Linked DNA regions of Triticum aestivum: region 1 is linked to region 2. A link is a contact called in public Hi-C data. All regions are on one chromosome and are shown on one strand. Each heading gives the region's core, a stretch centred on a gene start, on an enhancer-like site or on the middle of the called end of the contact. The rest is flanking DNA. Distances are from core to core; before and after follow the strand shown.

Region 1 (6,633 bases), core at 106-2,605, 400 kb before region 2:
TGGTTTTTGTATACATGAGAAACATTTACTTTATACACATTCACATTTTTCAAATGCTTGGTTAATATATTTTTGAATGCATGGTCAACATTATTTTATACTCATTTTTTACATTTTCAAGTGTTGATTAACATTTTTTTAATAAAAAATTATCATTTTAGGAATACATGGTCAAGAATTTTTTATATACACATTTTAACATTTTCAATGCTTGATTAACATGTTTCATATACAAGTTTAACATTTTATAATAAATGGTCAATATTTTGTATACACATTTTAAAAAAAATCAAATGCTTGATTAAAATTTTAAAATACTTGTTCAACATTTTTTCAAATGCTTCATTCGTATTTTCAAATACATAATCATCCTTCTTCACATATATTGTATATTTCTGTATACATGAGGAACATTTTCTTTATATACATTTAACAAATTTCAAATGTTTGGTTAATATTTTATTTAAATGTTTTATTTAAATATGTTTTTAATTAATTAATTTAGAATATTTGGAAGTATAAACGGAAGTAAAAAAAAGCATGAAAAAGAGAAAAAAATGAAGGGCATGGTCTCCCGCGCGCCTGGGCTGGCCCGTATATGTGGCGCTGACACGAGAGCACGCTAGGTCTCACTTTAAGCGAGACGTAGCGCTGCCCCGACCAGGCTGACTTCAGCTCGGTATTATACAAAAAAAAGGGAAATTAGCCCCATTAGAATTTCACGTGCCAGGGCCCGATAGTCTATGCTAGATATATGTTTTTTTTTACGGGTATGCTAGATATATGTTGGCACACGGGCCCTCCCTAAAACGGCCAACTTCATTACAATTCTTCTTCCAAAGAAGAAACAAGGTAAAGATTTCACTGAGACCATATCGTTCTCCATTTTGTTCATGGTAAATCCTCGTTCTCCATTTTGTTCGTGGTAAATCCGAAAATTAAAGTTTATATTAACGATATGGGATGCGGGTGGGGGGTGCAATAGCTCCATCCGCTTGAGGCTCTGGACAAGACACATGGATATGTTTTTTGTGTCGACACCACAACCAAACGACCTCGAGATTGGCCAGTTATTAGCGCTTCTACACTTCATCATGTAACATCGACAGGAAAAGTAGGACGGCGCACGAATTCTGAAGCACCCATCAGGGCAAGCAGCAGGCACTTTAAAAACTGAAACTGAAGCGCGGAGCCGGAGATAGCTTTAAACAAGATCGGAGTCGGATGGAGTAAACAAACCGGCGGGTGGTGAACATGACGGCCACCACCTCCCGTCCAATCACAGGAGAGAAAGCACGTACTCGCCGTGCGCTGCGGGAGCCCTCACGTCGACGCTCTGGGTGGCACGCGGGGCCCGCCCAGTAGGCCATAGGCGTCGCGTCAGATCCTAACCGTAACGGTTGGCGTACCGACGACCGACGAGACGACAGAACGACTCGGAAACTCAGTCATCGCGCCTAGCTCGACGACGTGATGCGCATGTGCCGGTGCAGCGATCTCTTTCCCCTCGAACATACACATTCCGTGTGCTTGACCTCCGGCTAGTTCTCTTCTCTCTTCCGTTCGCAACTATTAGTAGTACGTATCTAGCGTGGCTTAATTAAAACCGTTGTTAGCCGTGGGAGGCCGGCGTGGTGCGTCTATCGTGACCCATGCCGTCATGCGCCAATCACGCGTTACGTACGAGGGCAGACAGCATACGTTCTCGATCAGTTGAGCTTTTTTTCTTCCAAGGAATAAGAATTAGTGGAGTGGGGAGGGTTTTAGCTGGTGAGTGTGTAAGCAGCGTACGTAGCCATCCCAGGGGCTCCAACCATAAGCTGACAGGCACCGCCACTAGGACCAACCGTTCCTCGCACGCACTTCGCACTGCCCTGAGGCCCGGGGAAAGGCGACGGTGACGCGAGTGAAAACCTACTACCACCAGTAGCACGCAAGTGCAACGATGGCATTCTTGCATGCATCGCCATCAGCCTTGCTTGATTTCTCTACGTCTGACAGTCAATCTGCCATGCCTACCGGGGCGGCCAGGCAGGCAGGCTGCCACCATTTCTGTTAAATTAGCCTAAGAGCATATGTAGTCGGACTTGGTAAATCCGGTCCTCAAACACCGAAGGATGTATCAGGACGCGTCCGTGGGCATAGATCGGACACCTTTTAAATGTTGCGTCATATATTCATATGCTGCAAATTCCGGTCGTCAATTTCATGCAATCCATGCACGTCGATCATACGATACAAATTCTCCGAATTTTAAAGTTCGAAACAAAGCAAAGCAAATCATAATTCAACAAACCGAACATGCCAAAATGAAATCAATGTCTGAGCGTGACAGATGGCCTCGGATCACTGGCCGGGCGCCTGCTCCGAGTGGAATGTGTCATGCGCCAGGCGGAATGCGTCCTGTTCCGCCTGCATCCGTGCTGCCTCCTCCGCCTGCATATGGGCCGCATCCGCCCTCGCCGTCTTGTACTCCCTCCAGTCGTTGATCTACTTCTTGTCCGTAAGCCACTTCTTCGCATGCTCATCCAAGAGGGTTTCGTCCGCCAACATGATCCTCGCATCTTTCCCTTTCTGTGCGAGTTGCAACCTCTCCTTCTCAACCTCCACAGCGCCAAATGTCTTGGCCTTCTTGAGTTCCCATTTGATCGCCGCTTGTTGCTTCTCCAACTCGATCTTGTCCCTCTCAATTTCGAGCTTCTTCTCCACCCTCTTCTGGTCCCACTCCATCCTTTCCTTTTGCGCATCCAACATGAACTTGTACCTCTCCTCCTTATTGTTCTCTCTCACCGAAAAAATGCCCGTCCATGTGGACGACATTTTGGTAGCCGCGGCATCACGGGCAGCACGTGCCTTCTCCCATTTGTTTCCCATGACTTGGCGGTTATCCTTTGGCACGGTGGTTTTTTCATTCGTCACAACAACAACATCCTCTTCATCGTCCAACCCAATTGATTGGTTGGAGCTTGAGCCATCATTCCTCTTCTTGTCGGACTTGAGATCGGCCACAAGTTGGTTCCACTTCGGCTTGCCATTCAATATGACCCAACATTGGCTAAAAGCAAATGGCTTCTTCTCCACCTCGTGATCCAAAGTGGCCGCCACCACGGTCTAGCAAACAACATATGTATGAGCACGAGAATGCAAACACAAGAAGCATATGCAAATGACGACAAGATGAAGCAATTGAGCTTACGTGAGTTGCTACTCCCCTTCCACTTTGAGTGCGTTTGGTCACTTATGAGTAGTAGCCGACGTACTTGTTCACTTCTCCTTGAATGATCCCCCAACGATGTTGGAGAGATGCCACATTGCGGGTGGTCACGATAGGATGCGGCTCCACATACTCCTTTTGTTCGTGATACGTGTTCCCCTTTTGTTCGGTGCCGCATATTGGATCCATCGTTGTGGCCAACCAAATTTGACCAACAAGATGTCCTCAAATCTTGAGAATGTTGGACCTCTTGCCTTCGGCGACTTGGTCTTCTTCTTCTTCTTCTTCTTCTTCTTCTTCTTCTTCTTCTTCTTGCTCGAATGGGATAGGACGTTGTTCCAACTTCAAATGCGGCAGTGGCCTCCAATTCATACTCCATTTTGGTCGGATCTTCATTGTCATTGATCGTGATCGACAAGAATGCCTCCTACATGATTATGGTTTGCAAGCATTCATCATGTGTGAAATGAACTAGTGTTCTATGCAAAAATCTGATCGGACAGGAGCAAAGAAAATGCACCAACTCTTGTTCGGTCATTCCGTCAAACATGTCGAGGGCAGCCCGGGCACTGCCCGTGCCCGTGCTTATCCGTGCCCGAAAGAGCTGCGGCGAGTCACATACGTCGACCGCCGGCATCTGCATGGGCCGAACGCTCTCCGGAATGGCCTAACCGGCCGTCGAATCATCCTCTGTCCCAACGGGGTATGACGGCGTAATCCGCGTCAGCGCTCGGATGGAAGGGGTGCGGGGATCCGGGCACGGCGGAGGAGACAGATGCTCCACCATGTCTGAACCTCCCTGTGCTGCCGTCGGCGCCTCCCTCTCTCGCTGCCAGCGTCGCCGCAACTTCTGGGCGGCGTTCTCTGCCTTGCAAGTCGCGGCCGACAAAGTGACCCCGCCGACGGACGAGGCGGACTGCATCTCCATCGTGGCGGTGTGGGTCGGGCTAGACGACATCTTCGGCGGTGTATCGGGACCGGTTGTGAGGATTGGGAGCAAGGATGGAGGACGGCGAGGGTCCAGGCACGGGAAAGGTTGGAGGGCGACGGAAGGAGAAGGAAGGGTTTGGTGGATTTGGTGCAATTTGAGGTGGGGTCGGGCTGTCGGGCATGCCTGGACGCGCCCGGGCGCCCCCATATCCGCCCCTTATTTGGACTCGATTTAAGGGATGCCGGTCAGTTCAGGCGTTTGAGGCCCGTTTAAGGAGCCCGTCTGAGTTAAAAAATCATGACCGGTCAGTGACCGGACAGCCCGTCTAGACGTATGAGGCGGGTTTGGGGTGTCCGGCTATAGATGCTCTAACGATTCTTCATATGGAGAAAAAGAGCAATAGTTGAACCCTAGGCTGAGAATTATAGGACATTGAACAGAAACGAAAATAATATTGGATGCAGCTACGCGAAGAAATGGAAAAATAAAGAATTTACCAGAGATTGTAGGGCAAGAAAACTTCATGCCGGAAAGAATCAATGTGTGGTTAGATAATTAGGAGGATGATTGTACTCCCAACCCATCAAGGATCAAATTTCACATTTTGACACCTGTGTGTCTAACAAAGGCGGAATATTCTTTCAATGAGATGTGATGTTCTCATCGATAGTGAGGTGTTTATACTGACTTTGTCGACCTCAATATCTGTCGGCTCGGTCTCTTAGAATCAGAGGTACTCATGGGAGTAGCATGTGCGTGTGTGCACTCATATGAACGAGTGTATGTGTGTGTACATAAGAGTATCTGGAGCCGGACATAGCAAATATGACCCCTTAAACGCCCGCGGACGCGCCCTATCAGTGACCGGGCACGTCCGTTTTGAGCCCCTATTTCTTGTCCGCGCAACCACACTCCTTATTTTCCTCCTAATATGTCCGGTCAGTTACACATGATTGGTGGAGATGAAAAGAGAGAAATAAAGGAATGAATAAAGAAAGAGAAAAGGTGGTCCTGGTAGGGCCGCGTTCTACGTGGCGGACTGCCCGAGTGCGTCCGCAAGCGCTCATATCGTCCCTATATTTGAGATGGATATGAGGGTTCGCGGACAGCCTGAGCGTATAGGAATGATACGAGGGATCCGGTTCAGACACATTTTTCATTCTCTCTTCTGTCCGATCACTGATCAGGCGTGTCGGCGGACGCATAAGAGATGGTTTGAGACTCCGACCGTAGATGCTCTAAGAACATGGCAGGTGGAACCCTACTTTTTTTTTTTTGATCGTAAGATGGAACCCTACTTTCCGATGTGTACTCTATGTCCTCGAGTCTAGGTCCATTCCAATCTGTTGGGACTTCCCAATTATTGTCCTACCTTCATCGATGGTCCTCCACATCTGACGCAGAGTATATATGCGACATCTATGGATCGGTGTTTATGATGCACTCATGTGTAGTGTCCATCAAGTTTCATGCATCAAAAGAAACGCGTACGGAGATAGCATACCGCCCCTGAGAAAGTATAAACATGGGCAAAAGTGCCTTTCCGCTCCTCGGTGAACAGCAAAATAAAAAATAATTCAGTGCAATCCCAAAAAAATAGGAGAAACATTGTCAAAAGTTCTAAAAATTAGTCATGGAAGCAATAAGGCGTGGCAAAAAAAAACAAATTCAATGCTAAAAAATGCTTTTAAAAGTAGCATTTCAGAGTACCGATTTTGTTTTTTCTTTTGCCACGTCTTCTAAAAATGTGATTTCATGATAATTTTTTGCAAACACGTAAAACTTTTGTCAATGTTTCTAAAATAAATTGAATTTTTTGAATTTGTTTGAATTTTTTTATTTTACTGTTTTCCCGAGCTCATTTGAGCTCGGGTGCAGAAACTCTGCATCCAAACATGGGACAGTATACACTAATACACATGCGCGCTTCACTTCAGATCGCTTAGAGCAAATCTAACGGGGCGACCCATTTCGTCCGTAAGCGTCCGTTTGGATCGGCGCGGACAGAAAAGTCGGCCCAACGTGCCGAGCCAAATAGACGCCCGTTCGCTTTTCGTCCGCCTGCCGACCCATTCCCGGCCCATTTTTGAGCCGGATTTGCGTCGGCGCGGACACGAGACGGACGCACGCGCGCTCGCCTTCTCCTCCCCTGGCCCGCTGGTCGGTGGCAGCCTCCACTATTTCCCACCAAAAACCCTCCCGCCCGTGCGCGCTCCCGCCACCCGCCATGGAAGACGACCTCGACGCCGCCATCGGCCTCGCCTCCCTCGCCTCGTCCGGCATGACGACCGCCCCCTCCGGCAAAGGCAAGCCTCGCGCCCCCTGCAAGACCGCCGTCGCGCCCAAGCCAAAGAAGACATTGACGCCCGAACAACGGGCAAGGAAGTCGGCGAAGATAAAGGGTCGGAGGCACGCGGCGGACGCGAGGGACGAAGCCATCGCGGCAGCCGCCACCGCGCAGCAGGAGGTCACCAATGCCCGCATCGCG
Region 2 (7,393 bases), core at 4,262-6,761:
GTCATTTGATAACGGGATCACATCATTAGGAGAATGATGTGATGGACAAGACCCATCCGTTAGCTTAGCATAATGATCTTCAGTTTTGTTGCTATTGATTTCTTCATGTCAAATACATATTCCTTCGACTATGAGATTATGAAACTCCCGGATACCGGAGGAATGCCTTATGTGCTATCAAATGTCACAATGTAACTGGGTGATTATAAAGATGCTCTACAGGTATCTCCGAAGGTGTTTGTTGAGTTGGCATAGATCGAGATTAGGATTTTTCACTCCAAGTATCGGAGAGGTATCTCTGGGCCCTCTTGGTAATACACATCATAAGCTTGCAAGCAAATGACTAAGGAGTTAGTCACGAGGTGATGTATTATGGAACGAGTAAAGAAACTTGCCGGTAACGAGATTGAACTAGGTATGAAGATACCAACGATCGAATCTTGGCCAAGTAACATACCGATGGACAAAGGGAATTATGTATGTTGTCATACGGTTGGACCGATAAAGATCTTCGTAGAATATGTAGGAGCCAATATGGGCATCTAGGTTCCGCTATTGGTTATTGACCGGGGAGGTGTCTCGGTCATGTCTACATAGTTCTCGAACCCGTAGGGTCCGCACGCTTAACGTTCGTTGACGATATAGTATTATATGAGTTATGTATGTTGGTGTTGTTCAGAGTCCCGGATGCAATCACGGGCATGACGAGGAGCTCCGGAATGGTCCGGAAGTAAAGATTGATATATAGGATGATATGGTTAGGCCAAGGGATTAAGCCCACGGGGCTTTAGGTCGGTGCAAAAGGAGTTTTGCGGAGGCCAGGGGGCAAACGCCGGAGACCCTGGCGTCTGGCCCTGGGCCAGAGGTGAGGCCCATGGCGTCTGGGCCAGACGCCAAGGACTGTGGCGTCTAGTCCTCGAAGTCCGAGAAGGACTCTTCCTTGCGGGCAAAACCAACATTGAGGAGGCTCTTTCTCCAAGTTACGACCCCAGGGCTCAACATATAAGTAGAGGGGCAGGGCTAGCACCTGGAACACATCAAGATACACCAAGCCGTGTGCCGGCAACCCCGTCCCTCTAGTTTATCCCCCGTCATAGTTTTCGTTGTGCTTAGCGAAGCCCTGCGGAGATTGTTCTTCACCAACACCGTCACCACGCCGTCGTGCTGCCGAAACTCATCTACTACTTCGCCCCTCTTGCTGGATCAAGAAGGCGAGGACGTCATCGAGCTGAACGTGTGCTGAACGCGGAGGTGCCGTACGTTCGGTACTTGATCGGGACGGATCGGGAAGGTGTATGACTACATCAACCACGTTGATAAACGCTTCCGCTTAGCGATCTTCAAGGGTATGAAGATGCTCTCTCCTTCCCGTTGCTATGCATCTCCATGGATAGATCATTGCGTGTGCGTAGAAATTTCTTGTTTTCCATGCAACGTTCCTAACACTGACAATTGATAAATTATTTTTAAATTGTTAGATTGTTGCAAAATTAAAATTATTGATATGTTCTTTTGATAAATTCTAAAATAGTATGTGTTTGAGGTGGGAGGGGGACAAAGGCTATTTTCCCCAAACAAGCCCTCCCATAGAAATATCATAAATTTCTTCAAAGCTGGGGGTGGGCGGTGGTCCTATTAGGTTGACGCATGGCTCTGCCTCTGCTAGCATGTTGTGTTGTGGTGTAAATATATTTTGAATATCAATTGGACCACCTTGACGAGAAATCCTGCCTACGAATCTATGTCCCTCCATTGAATTTGGGTCAAGAATGACAAACATAGCTTAAGGTAAATATCAACAACTTCATTTAGTCAAAATATAAGTAAAAATACAAGCATTAGGTGGCTCCGAAAATCCATAGTTGATCAAGAGCTCATATGCTTCCGGGTGATAAAATAGCAAGCAAATAAAAAATCTTGTTTTTTGTACTTCAAAGATGAAAGCACGAAAATTCATGAGAATATGACATTGGACCAGGAAAGCTCGGGGAAGAAAAAACAAAACCAATGCTCCAAGTTGAGCATTTCTCAAAACTCCTATTTTTATATTTTTTTTGTCTAAAGCTGCTCTGATGTCGTATTTCCACGAAAGTTTTCACACACCTAGAAAACTTTCATCTTTGGTGCCAAAAAATCAATTTTGTTTGGGTTTCCCCCTATTTTTCTCAATTTTATTTTTCATCTGCGGGAGCATATGCTCTTGTGCACCGAAACACTGACCTCAACATATCTAGATGCTCTAGGTGATTCCCTCAATATTCTTTAAATTATTGGTAAATATTTTGGTATACCGGCCGAGCTTGTAGTGCACCCAGTGCAATTCGTCCCAATTGACATATTTAAATGTTTTAAAAAAACTGAAGGAAAGAAAAAACTTGGACTTAGTCTTTTATGTAGTACTCCATGTCGTAGATTGATAACATAGGTTGTGATACAAACTAGATGAATTCAACACTAAGTAGTGTCTGGTGCAAGTTAGTCTTTGAATAACACATGTTAAACTCGTCCCATTGACATATTTAGATGTTCTGAAAAATCTAAAGGAAAAAAACCTTGGACTTACTCTTATATCTTTTTATAATAATTACAAAAAGTTTTAGTTTAAGAAGAAACCTACTCTTATATCTAATATCTTTCAAAGCCACCGCCACTATTGATATTTTTTGTCCTTTTCTTTAGAGTTATGTTTCAAATGTGGACCTGAAATTTTGTGACACTGTTGATTATGTTGGGCCTACTCCATAATTTTTAGCTTGTTTGGCCTGTCCTAAATTTCACTATTACTTAGGATCTAATTAAGTGTTGGACCACATATTATTGTGACATGCATGCTCACTCCATTATTTTTTGCATCTCAAAGAGCTTTTAAAAAGAGCTTTATATATTACTCAGTAGAGGTACAAGGTTGCTTCATACAATTATGTAGGAAAAATGGAATAGAGTTAATCCAAAGGTACCTCCTCCTAGACTCACTAGCCTGCTTAGCACACCTATGAGCAGCTTCATTAGCTTCAGGCTCAACATAAGATAACACGAAGCTGGCAAAAACCCCACCTAGTTCCTTGATTTCATGGCAAATGGCAGCAATGTCCACTTTGTCATAGTTTGATGAGTTCCACATATTGACCACCTAAAGTGCAAGGGTGCCACATATATATGAAATTGCGGGTGCTTTACTGTAGAAATAATGCATATTTACTCGCTATGCTTTGTTAGTTGCCATGTCACTATTTTGTGGAAGCAAATCAACTCTAGATTGGAGTTATCAAGATTTTTTTCTCATTAGCTACCTCTTAGGACATTTGAAGGTTCGAATGTAGTTGTATTTGCAGTTCGATAAAATTTGATGGGGTTAAGAGCAACTCTAGCAAAGTCGTGATATGTCCCTCCCTCTATAATAACCGCTAATATGGAGACTATAGAGGCAAAAGACGCTCCAATAGAGTCGTCATCCCTTCACACTTCATAATGTTTGAAAGACGCTCCAAAAAGAGGGTTCAACTATATTTGTAGGTAGTGGGGGGTGCTTTTGAGGGCACTCAAACTCAATCGTTGTCGCGCCATTGAAGTTTCAGCGGCTTCTTCTTCATGCTTCCTACTATAGTTTTCTTCATTTCAAAGGCATTGCGCCCCGCATAACTCCCATGAAAAAAACCCGCTGACGACTTGGACATATAAGGGGGAGAGAGTGTGTCTTATTATTTCACATTTTAAAAAGAACGTGTCAACTGGGCTTGGTTCATTGTTTGCTCTACAAGCAGCTGGTGCACCAAATATTCTTCCTCTAAACTACTAAATTAATCTAGGCATATATGATCTGTCACTTTGTGTGATTCAGCGATGAAGTGTGACCAAATCCTCATCAAGAGTTGAAAGAGAAGGTCAGGTGAGTAGCGTATATATTTATTTACCCTTATGTTATTATGAAGAAGACAATTGGTGGCAGTGATCCCACTACATTTTCTTCTTCATAGTCCAAGAGGCTATACACTATTGACGTCTCTTAGTTTTTTCTTGTTAATTTTCTGTTTATTAGAAGTCAAAAAACGAAGAACTGTTCAATGGACGGTGCAACTAATTTAATTATCCCTTCCGATTCATACTAATTACTCATTGATTTGGTATTAATTTTCATAAGAGCTTACGAGCCAACTGCTTATCCGTACTCCTCTTGAGAGGCTCTTTGATGTATTCCAGAGAATATTATACAAGCAGACTGCCGAGAACTAGCAGAGCTTGAGACTTTTTTTTACATGGTAATACGTGTCTCATTCATATCGTGAAGGTCAAAGTACAAATCACGTAAGAACCGATATGACAAACTGAAAAGATAGCAGAACATCTCTGAGCTTGACACCAACACCCGTCACCTGCCTCAAGCACCACCATAGCAGCCACCGAAGAAAATAATGACTGATCACCTTCTCATCCGAGCTCGACGCGGTTCCATCGCTGATATGCAGCTTTGCGGACCTCCAAGGTGGCTTACCAAAAGTAAAGCCCTTGCCGTTGAACGAATCAGACCAGGGCAACACTCCCGACACACCATCGAACTCCAGATCTGGCACTCTACCACGACTAAGACGTCGAAGGAGGAAACCATACCTGCCATCCACGAACTACGAACCCAGCACACGTTCCGTCTTCCAGATGTCGTCGATGCAGACCACAATCTGCATCCGCTCCTGAACTACCTCCCAAACTCCGCGTCGAAGCTGGAGCAAACGCCGTCGCAACGGCGAAGCCCGAGGACACAGGTCCACCATGAGGATGCCGCCCCACCGCACCATTCTTCCTTGAACAAACTAGTTCCTAAATCCATCCCCAACCATAAGACCGATGACCTCGTCAGAAAAGTATCCGAAAAATCTTTATTCAACGTCGTCATCGTCGTCGCCGAAGCCAAGACGATAAATAACAAGGGAGTAAAATCGATCCACATGTGGGCGACCCCCCTCACTACCGACGACCGAGGTCGCCGGCGGAGGAGAGCCGCTGGAAGATTGGTCTCTCCTGGCGGCGGCTAGGGTTCCAGCCGCCACGGACGAGAGTGAAACGATCGGTTGATAGGTTAGAACTGGGAATTCCTGAGAGGCTTCACGTATAAAAACCGTGTGAGAGTGTACCTTTCGTCGGAAAGAGCTAGTCGAACGCAACGCAACTCTTCCCAGTAGATTATTGTTTGTGAGATTCGTAGACAATGCATGTAGAGCCAAGGCGAGATCGCAGTTGGCAATCCGGGCGTAGATCATGCCGCCCACAACGACCGCCCGTCCGGCGGCACGGGCGCGGGCGCCATAGTGTCGACATCGTCGTACCTCCACGTCCACTTGCCCGCGTCCACGGTAACGAAATGCCGGCCCACGCGAGCCACTGATAACGGCTCCCACGCCCGCCACCCCGCGCGCCTGACCGGCCCCTTCCATGGCGACCCACTGACGGTTGGACCCGAAGGACCCAGTTGCACGCACGCCTGACCGGGCCCACCCGCGGCGCTGGCCCGCCGGGGCCCGTAAGATCTCCCAACCGACGGCGGCGGGGTGGGGATGACGACACCCTCTCCGTGGTGGGGGCCCCGCGCACCGATGTGGCGTGGCGACGCATGTGTCTGCTCCCCGCCGCATGCAGGTGCGCCGCGCGGTGCGGCCGCCCATAAATTGGTTTAATTTCATTCCTCGAATCGGATCGAATAATCCGTCGACTGTTCTGGAGAGTGGATATTCTGTTGTCCGCGGCGGCCATGGCGTTCTTCGAGGTGAGCGCCTTCCCCTGCCGTCCTCTCTTCAAGTCTTCTTTCTTCTTCTTCTTCACAGCGGCAGCGATGGCGTTCAGAATTGTGTCTGCTTCTTCGTCTTGCTGCCGCGTTGTTCTACGCAGCGCTGAATTGCGAGGCGAAATTTGTTAATTGTTCGGTTCTTCCGTTCCTCTAATGGCAGGAGATGGAGTCGTACTACGTCCCCTACCTCCGCACCCACCTACACCAATTCGCTGGTAAATATATGTGCTAATTAAGGGGTTATTTGTGGTTATTTTCACTAAACCCATCGTGGGAGCTCGTGATTCTGACGCGGTGGGGCACCGCTTGGTCGTCGGCGATGGCAGCGTCGGTCTCCGCGGCGAGCTGCGAGGAGGGGGCGGGCGACGACGAGGAGTGCCGCGACGAGGCGGCCGCGCTCAGGCTCAAGATGGTGGCCGTCGCCGCCATCCTCATCGCCGGCGCGGTCGGCGTGGCCATCCCGCTCGTCGGCCGGAGGCGGCGCGGTGGCGGCGGCGGCGGCGGCGAGGGCGCGTCCTCCGGCGGCGGGACGTTCGTGCTCGCCAAGGCGTTCGCTGCGGGGGTCATCCTCGCCACGGGTTTCGTGCACATGATGCACGACGCCGAGGAGAAGTTCGCGGACCCGTGCCTCCCGGCCACGCCGTGGCGCCGGTTCCCCTTCCCGGGCTTCATCGCCATGCTCGCCGCCCTGGGCACGCTCGTCATGGAGTTCGTCGGCACCCGCTTCTACGAGCGCAGGCACGGCGAGGAGGCCTCCGCCGCCGCGGCCGCGCGTGATGACACCACGGCGCTGCTCGAGGACGGCGCGCTCGCAGGGATCGCTGCCGCAGCGGTGAGCGGCGACGACGAGAAGCAGGACGCCATGCACATCGTGGGCATGCGCGCGCACGCGGCGGCGCACCAGCATAGCCATGCGCATGGCCATGACGCGTGCGATGGAGGAGCCGTGTACGACGCCCATGCCCAAGCCCACGCCCACGGCCATGGCCATGACCATGGGCATGGGGGCGACGAGAGGCCGTCCCAAGCTCATCATGTCGTTGTCTCGCAGGTACGGGCAATTTAATATTGTTGCCAGTTCTTAAGGCAACAAACTTTTAGTTAAGTCACATCTTTTATGCGTTGAATTAAAAATTCAGAATCGAATAATGTTGAAGTCAATCTCCCAACGAAATCCAGTCATCCAAAGATCAGACAACTTGAAATTCACAAAACCCCCGAATTATTACTACCTTTCTACGCAGGTTAGCTATGTAAACACATACTACGTGCTTAGGGTCTTACATGTTTGAGTTCAGCCAGTGAAATTTCCTATGCTAAGTTATATCTGAAAAATGTTAGCACAAGTGAACATATATATGAGCAAAACTATTCGAAATGTGCTATCGTGATAGATGTTTTGAGTTTGGAAATCTGCAAAGTATGCTAAATAGTGATTTTCTGTATTGTTGGCAAGATTTTGGAAATGGGGATTGTATCGCATTCGGTGATCATCGGGCTATCCTTGGGCGTTTCGCAGAGCCCATGTACCATTAAGCCTCTTGTTGCTGCCCTCTCCTCCCACCAGTTCTTTGAGGGTTTTGCCTTGGGTGGCTGCATTTCTGAGGTTAATGTCCG

What was found. A called contact is a pair of places that touch in the nucleus more often than the background predicts.
Region 1: a Hi-C map of leaf shows a contact between it and region 2, with 4 times the contacts expected there. The contact joins the enhancer-like site here to the promoter of LOC123165366 in region 2. A contact is called at or near these places in 2 of 5 Hi-C or Micro-C datasets (both in leaf).

The regions. Positions count from the first base shown.
Region 1 is chr7D:467,546,298-467,552,930 of IWGSC CS RefSeq v2.1, reverse strand. No RefSeq gene overlaps it. Among protein-coding and RNA genes, the nearest start is that of LOC123168693, 89 kb to the right of the region's middle. Within about 2 kb of position 1,355, at least 2 of the 8 cell types and tissues checked have an H3K27ac peak or open chromatin away from gene starts, as enhancers often do. A contact at or near this core is called in leaf, where this site is marked.
Region 2 is chr7D:467,145,905-467,153,297 of IWGSC CS RefSeq v2.1, reverse strand. It overlaps LOC123165366 (zinc transporter 10), which reads left to right and starts at 5,511. Exons shown (of 5, transcript XM_044582998.1): 1 at 5,511-5,755; 2 at 5,937-5,991; 3 at 6,103-6,827; 4 at 7,233-7,393. The coding sequence starts at 5,741.